Linked DNA regions of Triticum aestivum: region 1 is linked to region 2. A link is a contact called in public Hi-C data. All regions are on one chromosome and are shown on one strand. The core of a region is the stretch at or near the end of the contact, and the rest is flanking DNA. Distances in the headings are between cores, read along the strand shown. Region 1 holds the start of LOC123124488 (methionine gamma-lyase). Region 2 holds the start of LOC123124424.

Region 1 (6,431 bases), core at 2,592-5,091, 200 kb after region 2:
ATTTTATTTCTCATATCAGTTTGAACCTTGTAATCATCGAATTTGAGCCATGTAACTATGGAATTTGAACCTTGTAATATTTCAAGCTTTTGTGGTACAATCGTTGAAATGGCATCATATGAGACTCGTATATTGGTAGTACTATTTTGACCTTAATATGAGACTCCTAGTTTAGTATGCATGTAATTGCTTACTTTAGTGTATGAAAATGTTATATGTGTAGTCACTTATGTAATTGTATGCTTAATTTGGTTATGCAATGTTGTTCTTATAAGTATATATGTTGACATTCTGTAGACAGGGCAAATCACATCGTACACGGACCAAACAATGGAACCCGTTGGTGATGATTTCATCAATCACTCATAATTGTATACTAGCAATCGTTTGCTCACAACACACACAACTTGTTAACATGAATCATCTGTGTTGTTATCGGTCTTTCTACACATTTTTGATTACAGACTTGTTTGCCGCATATCACGCACATCTTATTAAGTTGAACCATTTCTTTTCTCTTGGCTCAACGCAAACAGTTCATCCGACTGAATTGTATGCCGTATATCGCACACACCTTCACCTGGCTGATCGTTTCTTTTGTGTTGCCTAATCACAAACAGTTTATCGAAGTGAACTGTATGTCGTATATCGCATACACCTTCATCTGGCTGCTCGTTTCTGTTGTTCTGCCTCATCACAAATAGTTCATCGGGGTGAACTATATGCCGTACACCTTGATGTGGCTGCTCTGGCTGCCCATTTCTGTTGTTCTGTATCATCGCAAACAGTTGGTATGGATCAACCGTACGCCCGCATCGCACATGCAACTAAAATCTGAACCGTGTTTGATGTATCCGCCATCGCAAATGTTTTGCATCTTTTTGATGGTTTTTTATATCACCGTTTGTGATTAATGCATCGCACATAGTTTCGTCAAATGGTCTCTGATTGTAGCGTCGCGTTAGCAGCATCCTGCAGTGGTGCCTCTATCGCACACACTAGCAACGCGACGGTTTAAAACTCCATCGCGGAAAGGGGTTAAAACCGTTTGTATAACACATCTTAGCACCAGTGTACATAGATATGGTGGACTCTTTTGGTGAATCTTTGGGTTTCATGAATTTGGATGCATAGACAACATTCCCGCTTAGTACAAGTGAATGCTAACAATTAGATTAAGAAGCGATCAACTAAAGAGCGACAACGGCCATAATTATGCATTGCGAATAATTAACATTGAACGATAGCATATGTATGATATAAACACTCTGAACATAACTATCATAAAGTTTGCATTGGTTTTGAGTCAACCACATGTATGAACATGTGGAAAGTCAAGCCACTTGAATTCTCCGGTGGAGGATACCATCCTAACATATGATACTTCTTCTTGACTTCACAGATCGATGAAGTTGATCCTCTGGAAATAAATGGGTTGCTTGCGTGCGGCCTCTTCGGACACACTTGTGGCTTCACCATGAGCGTACAGGCGGACCTCCACGTATCTTCTAAGAAAATATTTTTTAGTCGAATAGAATAATGCACAATTCTATGGAAACTACAATATCAAATTGCTATAAAAACATCGACGAGTCCTTGCTCAAATCAAAATTTAGTGAGATGTTGCCATTAATGACTAATGAGCGAGATATTGCGACTAATGACTAATGAATGCAAGAGATTTGATCTCTCGCATTCATTAGTGAAATATTTATTGAAATATTGCCACTAATGTCTAATAACTAATGACTAAAATCTCACATCATTATTCAAATATTTAGTGACATAAGACCACTAATGACTATTTTTTGACATTCACATGAAACAATATCTCACTAATAAATGTGAGATATTGCCACTAATGACTAATGACTAATGAATGCGAGGTATTGCCTCTAAAAACATCAAAGAAGTTCCACGGAAACAGAATAAAGAAAGAATTTCATGATCTCTCATATTCATTGGTCATGAGTAGCATTATCAGAGTGATTTTCTCATATTTTCTAAGATAATCTGGTTTGAAACAACATGTGATGAGTGTAAAAATACCACTCATTAAGTAGTTGTTTTTCTCTTTGTCTAAAAAACATTTCTTTTTCTTTCATAAAACACCTTTAAATGAACAAATATTAGAAGAAGAAGACTTGTGCACCTTCAAGATTTAATGTACTTTCTCTTTGTCTACTCTCTTATTTGTGTGTGCACTAGCAATGTTTTTTTTTTTGCGAGAGACTACCAATCTATTTATCTTCGGTCATGGTAGTACGAAGAACAATAGAGATAACAAAAATTACAATCATGTCTATGGGCCATCTAGCAATGACTACAAGCATTGGACCAAGCCGAAGGCGCGCCGCCGTCATCGTCTCTCCCTCACCAGAGTCAGGTAAACCTTGTTATATTAGACAATCGGGAAGTTGTCGTGTTAAGGCCTCATAGGACCAGCGCAACAGGGCAACAACCATCGTTGATGAAGAAAATTGTAGATGAGAAGGATCAAGCATGTAAACACTCAAACGAAGACGAACGAAGACCGGATCCAAACAATTCCTCCGAATACGAACACTGAGCGAATCCTACAAGATCCGAGGGAGACACACTTCCACACACCCTCCGCACTAAACACATCATCGAAACGGAGATAGAACATGAGGACATTATTCCTATTAAAGGACAACGCCCCTGCCAGACATGCAGGTAGTCCGCACTAAACACATCATTACAGTTTCCTATCAGAAAACCTATACTACGAAATTTGCCAAACATGTGGCTGTGATCGAGTTCGTCGTTCAAGAGGAGAAGGAAAAAAAAAACTTGCACAGTTACGTGATTACACGCACGCCGATACGTTTGGTTTGGAAGGAGAAGTTGAACACGATTTTGCCTTCTTGTCGATGGGCCAGCTAGGATCAGTCAAACACTCATGACCCCGCCGTGATCGTGATGGAACGCATCCATCTAATAAGTGGCGAGCCCAGATGCGGATAGACGCAGCATCCTGATATGGTTTGCCTTCGGATGCTCACTTTTGCTGCCAGATTTGGGAAGATTCACGGCCAGATTCATTCGAAATCTGCACGAATCGTCTATCTTTGTGGAGTACGTACCAGAATTAGCATGCATGGCGGCCAATTTTGACTGCTATTGTAATGGTCGCCTTAGTATAGGAGGCCTGCGTTTCGGTTCATTGAACATGGACGCCGTCTCTTTTCACCGCCGAACATAAGTGCATTGAACCTGGTTCGCTGCACGTACATATTCATCCTGGCCGGCCGGTTAGAGGGCAAAATTAGCCTGGTATGCTGTTACGAACTGTCCAATAAATTTACTCCCTTATTGAATACATAAGAGATTTTGTTTTGCATGAGGGAAAAAGGTTCTCATTAGTCATGGAGAAATATAAGAGATTTCAATGTTGACTAATCCCTCCGTTTCGAATTACTTGTCGTAGAAATGGATGTATCTAGATATATTTTAGTTCTAGATACATCCATTTCGGAGACAAGTAATACCGAACGGAGGGAGTACATACGAAGCAAACTGAGTGAACCTACATTCTAAATTACGTCTATATGCATAAAAGGTTGGAGGAAGTAAAACATGATGCATGCGTTACGATTTCCTGATCTTTTGGCACAAATGCTCAACATTACACTTGTCATGCATTATTATTGACGTTACAATTTACAAAGAACGTACGATCTTTTTTTTTTCCGGCACGTTCCTCCTTCCAATCCTCTGCCCGTATTGTCCACGTTCACGGCTCCGCAGCTCTCCCAACTCCGGACTATACCTGCCAGAACCTGAATTCCTGATCATAGGCTATAAATTGGCACCGTCCCCTGCTCGCTTCCCCACACCGCTCTTGATCGATCTCGCTCGCGCTCTCTTCTCTGCAAAAACATCCAGTCATCCATCCTACGATCCCAATGGCCCACGTCCTCGCCGCCGCCGAGCCCCTCACCCTCCTCAAGCGCCCGCCCCCGCAGAACGATGGCTTCGGCGACGACAACGGCAGCACGGAGGAGAAGGCGCCCAAGGCGCGCCGCCGGGAGTCCGACCCCGCGGCGGCACTGGCCGCGGCCCGGCACGAGTTCGGCGAGCACGGCGGCGTGAACATGTCCATCGAGGCCTCGGCCACGTTCACCGTGATGGAGCCGGACACCATGCGCCGGCTCTTCACGGGGGAGCTGGGCCCGGAGCGCGGCGACCTGTACATCTACAGCCGCCACTTCAACCCGACGGTGCTGGCGCTGGGGCGGCAGATGGCCGCGCTGGAGGGGACCGAGGCCGCCTACTGCACGGCGTCCGGCATGTCGGCCATCTCCTGCGTGCTGATGCAGCTGGTGGGCGCCGGCGGGCACGTGGTGGCGTCGCGCTGCCTGTACGGCGGCACCCACGCGCTGCTGTCCCGGTTCCTGCCGCGCACCTCTGGCGTGCAGGCGACGTTCGTGGACACGGACGACGAGGCGGCCGTGCGCGCGGCCATAAGGCCGGGGGAGACGCGGCTGGTGTACGTGGAGACGATGTCGAACCCGACGCTGGCCGTCGCCGACATCCCGATGCTGGCGCGGGTGGCGCACGAGGCCGGGGCCAAGCTGGTGGTGGACAACACCTTCACCCCCGTGGTCGTCTCGCCCGCGCGGCTCGGCGCCGACGTCGTCGTCCACAGCGTGTCCAAGTTCATCAGCGGCGGCGCAGACATCATCGCCGGTAAGGATGTACTCCCGGAAGTACTCCCAAGTTATGTTGCATGTTCCATGCAGGCATGCAATGATGCAAAGACAAGGAACGGCAACAGCTGTTGTTTAGAACGATCCACGTATGCTAGTTAAAAGTCCCACGCATGCAAGCCTATCTCCCCAACTTAAAAGTTCGATAAAGTCCACACGTACCTAGTTTTTTTAATTTCGGATTGCAACTACCCTCACGTTTTTAGTCAACCGTCATCTTATTTGGAATTAGCATTGCTTTGTTTGGAATTAACGGTGAAACTATCGTTCTCCGGACGTGTCATTAGTTCTGCAAGTTAGGAAAAAACTATACGGCAGTAGCATCACTAGACACACACACACAAACAGATGGTACGTGCGACCATGCATGGTGGGGCTAGCTACGCTCAAAGCAGCAGTGCTCACATGGAATGCCCTGAGACACGGGACGAATGGAAAAGGGCATCCCGGGGTTGCATAGATTCAACTAGAATAGCATCCATGTTTTAAAAAAACTAGTAGAACAACACTCCCTTCGTCCGGAAATACTTATCATCAAAATAAATAAAAGGGGATGTATCTAGATGTATTTTAGTTCTAAATACATTCTTTTTTGTCCATTTTGATGACAAGTATTTTCGGACGGAGGGGGTACTACTACTCCCTCCGTCCGTAGATACATCTCATTTTATCCATTTTGATGCCAAGTATTTCCGGACGGAGGGAGTAGTACTTAAGAAACAGTGGAATCGTGAGATTCTCTAGAAAGAAAATGATGGAATAGCGTTGAGTAGTAATTAGGAGAAACGGGTACCCCGCTAAGTAACGATTATGATAGGATCAATCGTAATCCTTAGTTTATATAGTTGGTCATATAATACTAGTAGTACTATTACTTATGCCTAACTGTGGACACAAACACGTGCTCTATTTAGATTAAGCACTATCCAACCTCCTAAGCAAATCTGCAGTAGCTACCTTACAGATACTCAGTATTGGATAGCACTCCCTCCGTCCGGAATTACTTGTCATCAAAATGAATGAAAATAGATGTTCTAGAACTAAAATACATTTAGATACATCCATCTCAATAACAAGTATTTCTGGAAGTACAATCATGGATATTTGGGTACAAGATGATACTCCCTCTGCCTCAAAAAAGTGTGGCTTATTTATAGTGCATTTTTGTACGGAGTGAGTACTCTAGAAGCACAATTCAGTAGCGGGTAGTGATTCACTGCCGGTGGCCGGCCATCACTTTAAGGGAGCATGCATAGATGCAAAGAGGCTCTCGACACGGACGCCTCTCATTGTTGCACCCCACCCCACGCAAGGTGGTCGCCACGCCCGTGTGGAGACAAGGCCCAAAAGGACGAAGCGATGAGTCAGCGATGCTCACCCTCACACGTACGTACTACGAGTAGTCGTCTGTAGCCAGCAGCTACTTATCTCTAGCTAGTGACCCACCTAACCCGTTTTTGGCCGTGCACGCGTACGCTCCCTCGCATGCCACCACCACCGTCGATCGTTTCGCGGCCGGACGCGAATGATGGAGCCTCAGCTGCCTGCTAGCTCTCCACGGTCCATGGACGACGCGACGGGGTCGTCCTTTTTTGGCTGCTTGCGCGTTTTCGCGCCATTTGGTTCATCATTGCGCGAGCGAGCTGTTCCTTCGCTTCCTTCCGCTGCCACCAGCACCGTAACAATTGCCAACCCGGC
Region 2 (6,562 bases), core at 3,125-5,624:
TGATGAGCATCGGGAGGACGACATCACCTGGAAGCATTCCAATGATGGGGTGTACTCGACAGCCAGTGCTTATAAAGCTCAATTTCTTGGGTTAACCTTGTCACCAATGGATCGCATGGTCTGGAAAGTTTGGGCTCCTCCGAAGATCAAATTCTTTGCCTGGTTGGCTATCCAAGATAGGATCTGGACTGCGGACCGCCTGGAGAGGCGCGGGTGGGCCAACTGCGGTCTGTGCCCTCTTTGTTCTAGGGAGCAGGAAACAGGTGCTCATCTTCTCTTCAAGTGCCGCTTCACTATTCGGCTTTGGAGGTCTCTCGCGGCCAAGCTCGGTCTTCATCACATTGAGACCTCCAGGTGGCATCTTCATGGCTCCGTCCTAGATTGGTGGGAGGATGGTACTGGGAGCCACGTCCCCAACAGGAGTGCCCTGGCCTCCCTAACCCTCCTTGTCTCCTGGACCATCTGGAATGAACATAATGCTAGGGTGTTCCGACACAAAAGTGCTCCGCCGCCTATTCTTCTTAACACAATCCTGGAGGAGGCCAAGCTTTGGGTTACAGCTGGAGCAAAGAAACTAGGGCGTATTGTATATCGAGAGTAGTCCGCATGCCGTGCTTAAGGTGGTTGTTGTAACACTCTTATCTACTCTCTCTTATTTAATCGATGAGGCAAATCTTTTGCCTCCGTTTCGGAAAAAAAACACTGCAAGACCAAATTGTATCCAGCATCCACAGTCCAAGAAGTAGCAACAGATGACAAGATCCACAAATCTGCTCTGTGCAAAGAACAGTCACATGCAGAGAGAGGGCACACCAGAAAACAAGACCAAAAATGTTTCTATCCATAACCTCATACAAGATATTGTATATAACAGACATATGATAACGTGATAACTGCCAGGACCAATCATACAGATATAAGCATGGGCAGATCCCAGCTACTCGATCCTGTCTTGTACGGTCACCACTAAATCATGGGCGTCGTCCAGGAGCTTCCAAATGTCCAGCTGCCCGGCCATGCTGTTACAGTCCCTAATGATCTCATCCATGCTGCTATAGCTCTCTATTATCAATTTCCTCTTCTCCAGTACACTGGCTGCAATTGCATACAGCAGCAGGTCATCAGTTGGAGGGGCTCCAAGCTGAAGTTTTCTCCAGGATGATCTTGTGATCCCAGCCCGCCTCGCTGCCTGATCGGCCCACATCGCCTCCCACAGGCTGAGGGTCTGCTCGAAGGTGAGCTCCCTCCGGAACATCACAACCACCATTCTATAGACGAAGAAGCAGTCTGCAGCTTCAAGCATCTCCAAGTGCCTGTAAAGATGGAAGTCCTTGGTTTTTATTATCTTGGAGACCATGTTGAGTTGCCTGCGAATACCCACTTCATCGAGTCTGAAGTTGTGGCGGGCTTTCCTCATGAAACCGGCAAAGCACCAGAAGGCTTCATCGTCTTCCTCCAGCACAGCAAGGAGAGGTGCAAGGAGGTCACTCATGCCCTGGCAATAACCGATTTCTGGGTCATAGGTTGCGTACGCCTCAAGTATTGCAACAAGACGTGACGCATGATGGATCCTATGTGCTTCCAAGTGCTCATAGTCTTTGAGACAAACAGCTGAAGCAGATTCAATTGCCTTCTCTCTGGTAACCGCAGCTTGCGATGGAGAGTAGGAAACCCATTCATTATTAGCACGAACTGCATCCAAACGAATTATCCGCTGCCATGTCTCAAAATCCTCAACTGTCCGTGCAGACTTCACAGGACGGGCAATCTTAGATAACTTAGTTTCAGTTTCTATATTTCCTCCTGTGTTTGAATATTTGGGCAGGGGCATACTTTCTTCTTCATCCTCAACTGAAGACTGGTCCACAGAGGCGACATCATCACGGGATGCTTCCACATCGGTCACATCACTTTTCTCACTCTCATCCTCATCACGTGAACTAGATGAACAGAGGCTTTCATCCGCCTGATTCTCTGGAATTGCTTTACCTGTCTTATCCTGCATTTCTTGCTCTAAAATGACACAAGGATTTTCTTCCTCACTCGTGATATGATCATCCACGCTTACTTTTTCAGGTTCTCCAGATCCAACAGAAGTAACAGATTCTTTGACTTTGCCTGAACTAATGCTCTCTTTGTGATTGACTGATCGCTTGCTTTCTTTATTGTTTTTTCGCAGGCAATGTTTCCTCAAGAGCAGATATCCCTTCCTACATAAATCATCCAACATTGTCATGTTTTACACTAGACCCCATGAAAATAACATTTGCAAACACTTAAGTGTTCCTTAATTAAGGAGCAATGTATTTCTGTAGTGGTAAAGAAAACTATAGTGAGACTGTGGGCAACCATGGACTGGAGTCATGAAACATAGATGGTTGAAAAAATGGTGTACCTGTTATGGGCCTTAATTGCTTCCCTTTCAGCTTCTGAACTATTCAGGCTATAACTGCACGAGAGTCAAAAATTCCAATTACTCGAGGTAAACACTCTGACTACCCCAAAAAAAACGCACATGTGACTAAGTACATAAAATTTCCACGATGTATCTCTTACTGTGCCTACCAGAGAAGGCTGAACTATGTGCAAAATTGGTGTATTCGTAAGTTTTCCTTCATCTACTTAGTTTAGAATCAATCTAAAACTGCACGCAATAGTTTTGATACTACAAATGAACAGGAGCGGGGGGCAGGTAGCCTGGGAAAATCCTGTGGAAAACACTAATTTCCACATTTACATACTAACAAAAAGTACAAAAGTGAGTATGCCTCTCTTAAGTTGGCCCTATCTATGTTCTGTTCAAGTCCCAAAACTGAAACAGTTAATTATAAAGTATAAAGCCTCACTCAAATGCAGAAAAGATGAATCATGTAAAAAAAGGAACATCAACAGAATCTGTTGCTAAAAATACAAAACGATGTTAGCATGAGTTCCTCATGTGCAAGTATCTCGTGGATCTAAGTATACATCTGCAAGCATAGCTAAATCTGTCCTCGGATCACAATGTCTAGAGTACTTACACTCCAAGAAGGAACGGCCAGACCTCTGCTCTGATGCTCGGCTCAACCCCCTGTCACGAAAGCAGACAGCTCAATATAATGACTTTGTAAGCTACATCAGGAACTCACAAGATAGCAAGGAAATACTGTAACAAACAAACTAAGCTTCACTATATCTTACTCCGTTCCGAACTCTCTTCAGTAGCTTGACGCCACCGTCGTAGAACTTCCCCTCCGGCGTGAACAAGCTACGCCATTCCTTGGGCCCAAGCGCGGGCTTCCTCCGCCGCCGCCACGGCGATTTGATCCCGCCCCTGCATCCAGAGCGCGCATATGCAACTAAGGGGACGAAGCACAGGACCACCTTTGGCAGAAGGGGGGGAGGGTTTGGGTCTGGCGGTGGCCAACCTGCGGGAGGAGACGACGATGGCGACTAGCGCGATGCCGGCCGCGGCCGTGACCCCGACGGCGACGGCGGTGTTCCAGCGACCGCCATTCGCGCCGGCGGGGCCGAGGAGGCCGGCGACGGCGCGCTCGGCGAGGCCCCACGCCCACATCGGGCGCAGATGCCCCCCTGATCGCTCCACGGCTCCCCTCCGGCTCTTCCCCCCGCCGCCGCCGCCGCTGCGATCCCCCAGCTCTGCTTCCTTCGATCGATTGGGATTCCGGCCTCCGGGTTTCTCCTTTTTCCTCTTCCTTTTTTTCCTCTCTCTGCAGTTCTCGCGCTGTCCCGTCTGACGATTTCGACGAAAGTGGTGCGTGCGTGCGTCACTGATCGATAGGGCCATGTTCGTGGGCCTCACGAGGCGGGTTCGGGTCGGTGTATACGTCGTTTGACGTTTGGTGCCTACCGATCGAATGAAGAAACTTTGAAAAAAAATCTAAAAAAATGGTTTTCGTAGTTCTTTTTTTAGGGTATGAAATTTCCTAGCATCAAGATGTTGGGTGTTAGACTCTCGATCCAGTTTAACTCACAGCACAATGCACCCTTACAGCAAACAGTGGCGGAGCCAGCTATCTGGCAAGGCCTGGCAGCTGCCACACCTAAATTTGAACCAAATATACTAGTACACCTACGTGTTGGACATGGACTTGATACTACAAGTACGTAGCTGGTGGGGATGATGTAAAACTCTGCCGAACAGAGTACGAGTACATGCATGATAATAGAATATGGTACTTAAATTTGGATTTTAGTTGTATTTGCAAAATACAAAGTTACCTATATATAATAATAAAGAAAATTGGGTTTCCGTCGTCCGTCGTCGCTAGCGATTTTGCAAAATAGTCCCTATTGTTTCTGGTATTCAACCCGCAGTTCCTTTTTAAGTGGATATATGATATACGTTGTTCTTACAAAAAGGACCCTGCGTTTTGTTATTCAATTGCTGGCGAGCGAGACGAGCTGGAGGTTGAGGCTGGCCGCGATACAGACGATGCCCGGCGCGGGGGCTGCGATCTCCGGCGAGATCCGGTCGAGGAGGCGAGGCCGAGGCGATCCGGTCGAGGAGGCGAGGCCGAGGCGATCCGGTCGAGGAGGCGAGGCCGAGGCGATCTAGGAGGCGCGGGAGCAGGTCCAGCGGCGGAGCTTCAACTCCAAGTACATGGCAGCGGCGTTCCTCGCCGGTTCCGAGCGAGATGGGGCTGCGATGCAGACGATGTTGGGCGCGGCGGCGGCAATCTCTGGCCAGATCCGGTCGAGGAGGCGAGGTAGGGGCCGGATTATGTTTTGGGGACGACATGGAGGCGATCTACAAGGCGCGGGAGGAGGTCCAGCGGCAGGGCTTCAACTCCAGCGGGCCCCCTTTCGATGGACGGGGCCGCCCACATCGCCGGTGACTCCCCGGAGGCCAACAGGGCCTCCTCCTCCGCGTCCTCGACCGACTCGGCCTCCCGGCGCTCCCGACCGCGGAAGGGGATTCACCTGCGGCGGCGCCGGCGACTGTTGTTCGCTCGGAGAGGAGAGGGCGGCGAAGGTGACGGTAAGGACGCCGATGACGACGTGCAGGACCTCGCACTGTCGCCGGGGATGTCCTTCGCGGTGGTTCTCGCCCAGGTGAGTGTCCACTCCTCCCGGTGTTCGTCATGTGTTCTCCCTCTCCCTCTGCGCCCCATGTCGCTATTCTCATGTTGCTTTTGTCGCAGCCAGAGGCTCAACATCAGGGGCCGCGTATACCCAGCGATGCTCCCCGTCGACGGCAACAAAGTCCCCGGAAAGGTGCATGCAATCCCACGCGCACACATCCCGTATACTTGCTGTTAATTTCTTATTTTGTCCACTGCAAGTTAAGATGTGAACAATGGCGAGTACTGTCAGTATGGAACGGTTGAAGTGCAGAACGAGTGACAATCTGTTCATGTGTCTAGGTTTGGAAGGGGATCACTGATGGGGAGTTCAATGTGCTGGACACATTTGAAGATGAACAGTATGTGAGGGAAGTTGTTGGCATCTCACTGACTGTAAGTCCATTCGCTGGCCTAGGTCTCTGCTTCAGCTCAGGGTAGCCGGATTTATGATGACCTGCAAAATTCAGTGAAATGTTTAGTTCAAATCAATTATCCTGACACCCCTTTTCATGATTGAGCCTTCTTATTTGGGGCACACAGATAGAACTGCTATCAATTGGTTTTGTTCTATCATGAAAGACCACTTTTCGTTTGGCACTTAAGATAGAAATTCTTCACTAGACTGTTCCACGGAAAGAGGATTGAGTACTTCGGATTTGCAGGATTCGGCGGATACAATGATGGCCTATGCATACATATGGGGGAATGTAGATGATCCTGACCTCTATAGTGAATGGGATTTTGACGTGAGTATTTCCCTTCATGCTAATTGTAAGCATTTTCCGTATATTGATTGAAAGACAGACAAACACCGCCACTATCTAACTAAGCGCATGCACCAATTTGGTGATGCTATGAGAAGCAATGCTGTTGCAACATATGTTTATTAAATTACATGTATAATGCTACTATTTGTTAAACAATCTCCATTTTCTCAGCTAGCCCAATACTTTTGCTAATCAGAATTTTGGTACGGAGAATAACATCACTAATTTACTAGCTCTAAGAAAAGCACATGCTTGATTTCTTGAATACGTCCCTATGTGCTGTCAACTTGTATGTGCTGTTTGGCAATGTCTTATTTTCTTTGGATTCCCGGGGCATATTTCAGTAGTATCCATTCAAACATTGACCTGTACTACTATGCTGCTTCTCCATCACTTCTGGTTCATGAAGGTCGACGGCCCTGCCGACGCAAGGGATCTCGGGTCGCCGTCGCCATTTGGGAGCTCCCTCTCCTTCATGCCTTCTTACCGTGGTGCCAGGGATCAACGGCCGGACGCCAGCATGACGGAGCTATTGTGCTGCTGCCTCAGGTCGTCCAGGCTCGTCCTCGGTCCCAGCCACCCATCATCAAGATCCGACGTCCTCTGTCCTTTTTTCCGATTGATGTGAGTAAGCCTCCACTACCCGCTTCCAACTCTGTAAAATTTGCTGTTGTAGTTGGCATGAGAGGCCGCCTTGATGCAAAGCTACAAGTTTACGTGGGTGTTGCT

Evidence for each region. A called contact is a pair of places that touch in the nucleus more often than the background predicts.
Region 1: a contact with region 2 is called in a Hi-C map of leaf, with 2.6 times the contacts expected there. The contact joins the promoter of LOC123124488 here to the promoter of LOC123124424 in region 2. A contact is called at or near these places in 2 of 5 Hi-C or Micro-C datasets (both in leaf).

Annotation. Positions count from the first base shown.
Region 1 is chr1B:363,762,779-363,769,209 of IWGSC CS RefSeq v2.1, forward strand. It overlaps LOC123124488 (methionine gamma-lyase), which reads left to right and starts at 3,842. Exons shown (of 2, transcript XM_044545099.1): 1 at 3,842-4,713. The coding sequence starts at 3,930.
Region 2 is chr1B:363,557,927-363,564,488 of IWGSC CS RefSeq v2.1, forward strand. LOC123124424 reads left to right here and starts at 4,375. Exons shown (of 7, transcript XR_006461081.1): 1 at 4,375-5,055; 2 at 5,145-5,217; 3 at 5,367-5,459; 4 at 5,729-5,812; 5 at 6,243-6,457. LOC123124406 (rab GTPase-activating protein 22) reads right to left here and starts at 3,802. Exons shown (of 5, transcript XM_044545023.1): 1 at 3,408-3,802; 2 at 3,181-3,313; 3 at 3,021-3,070; 4 at 2,396-2,449; 5 at 754-2,210. The coding sequence starts at 3,787. The coding sequence ends at 938.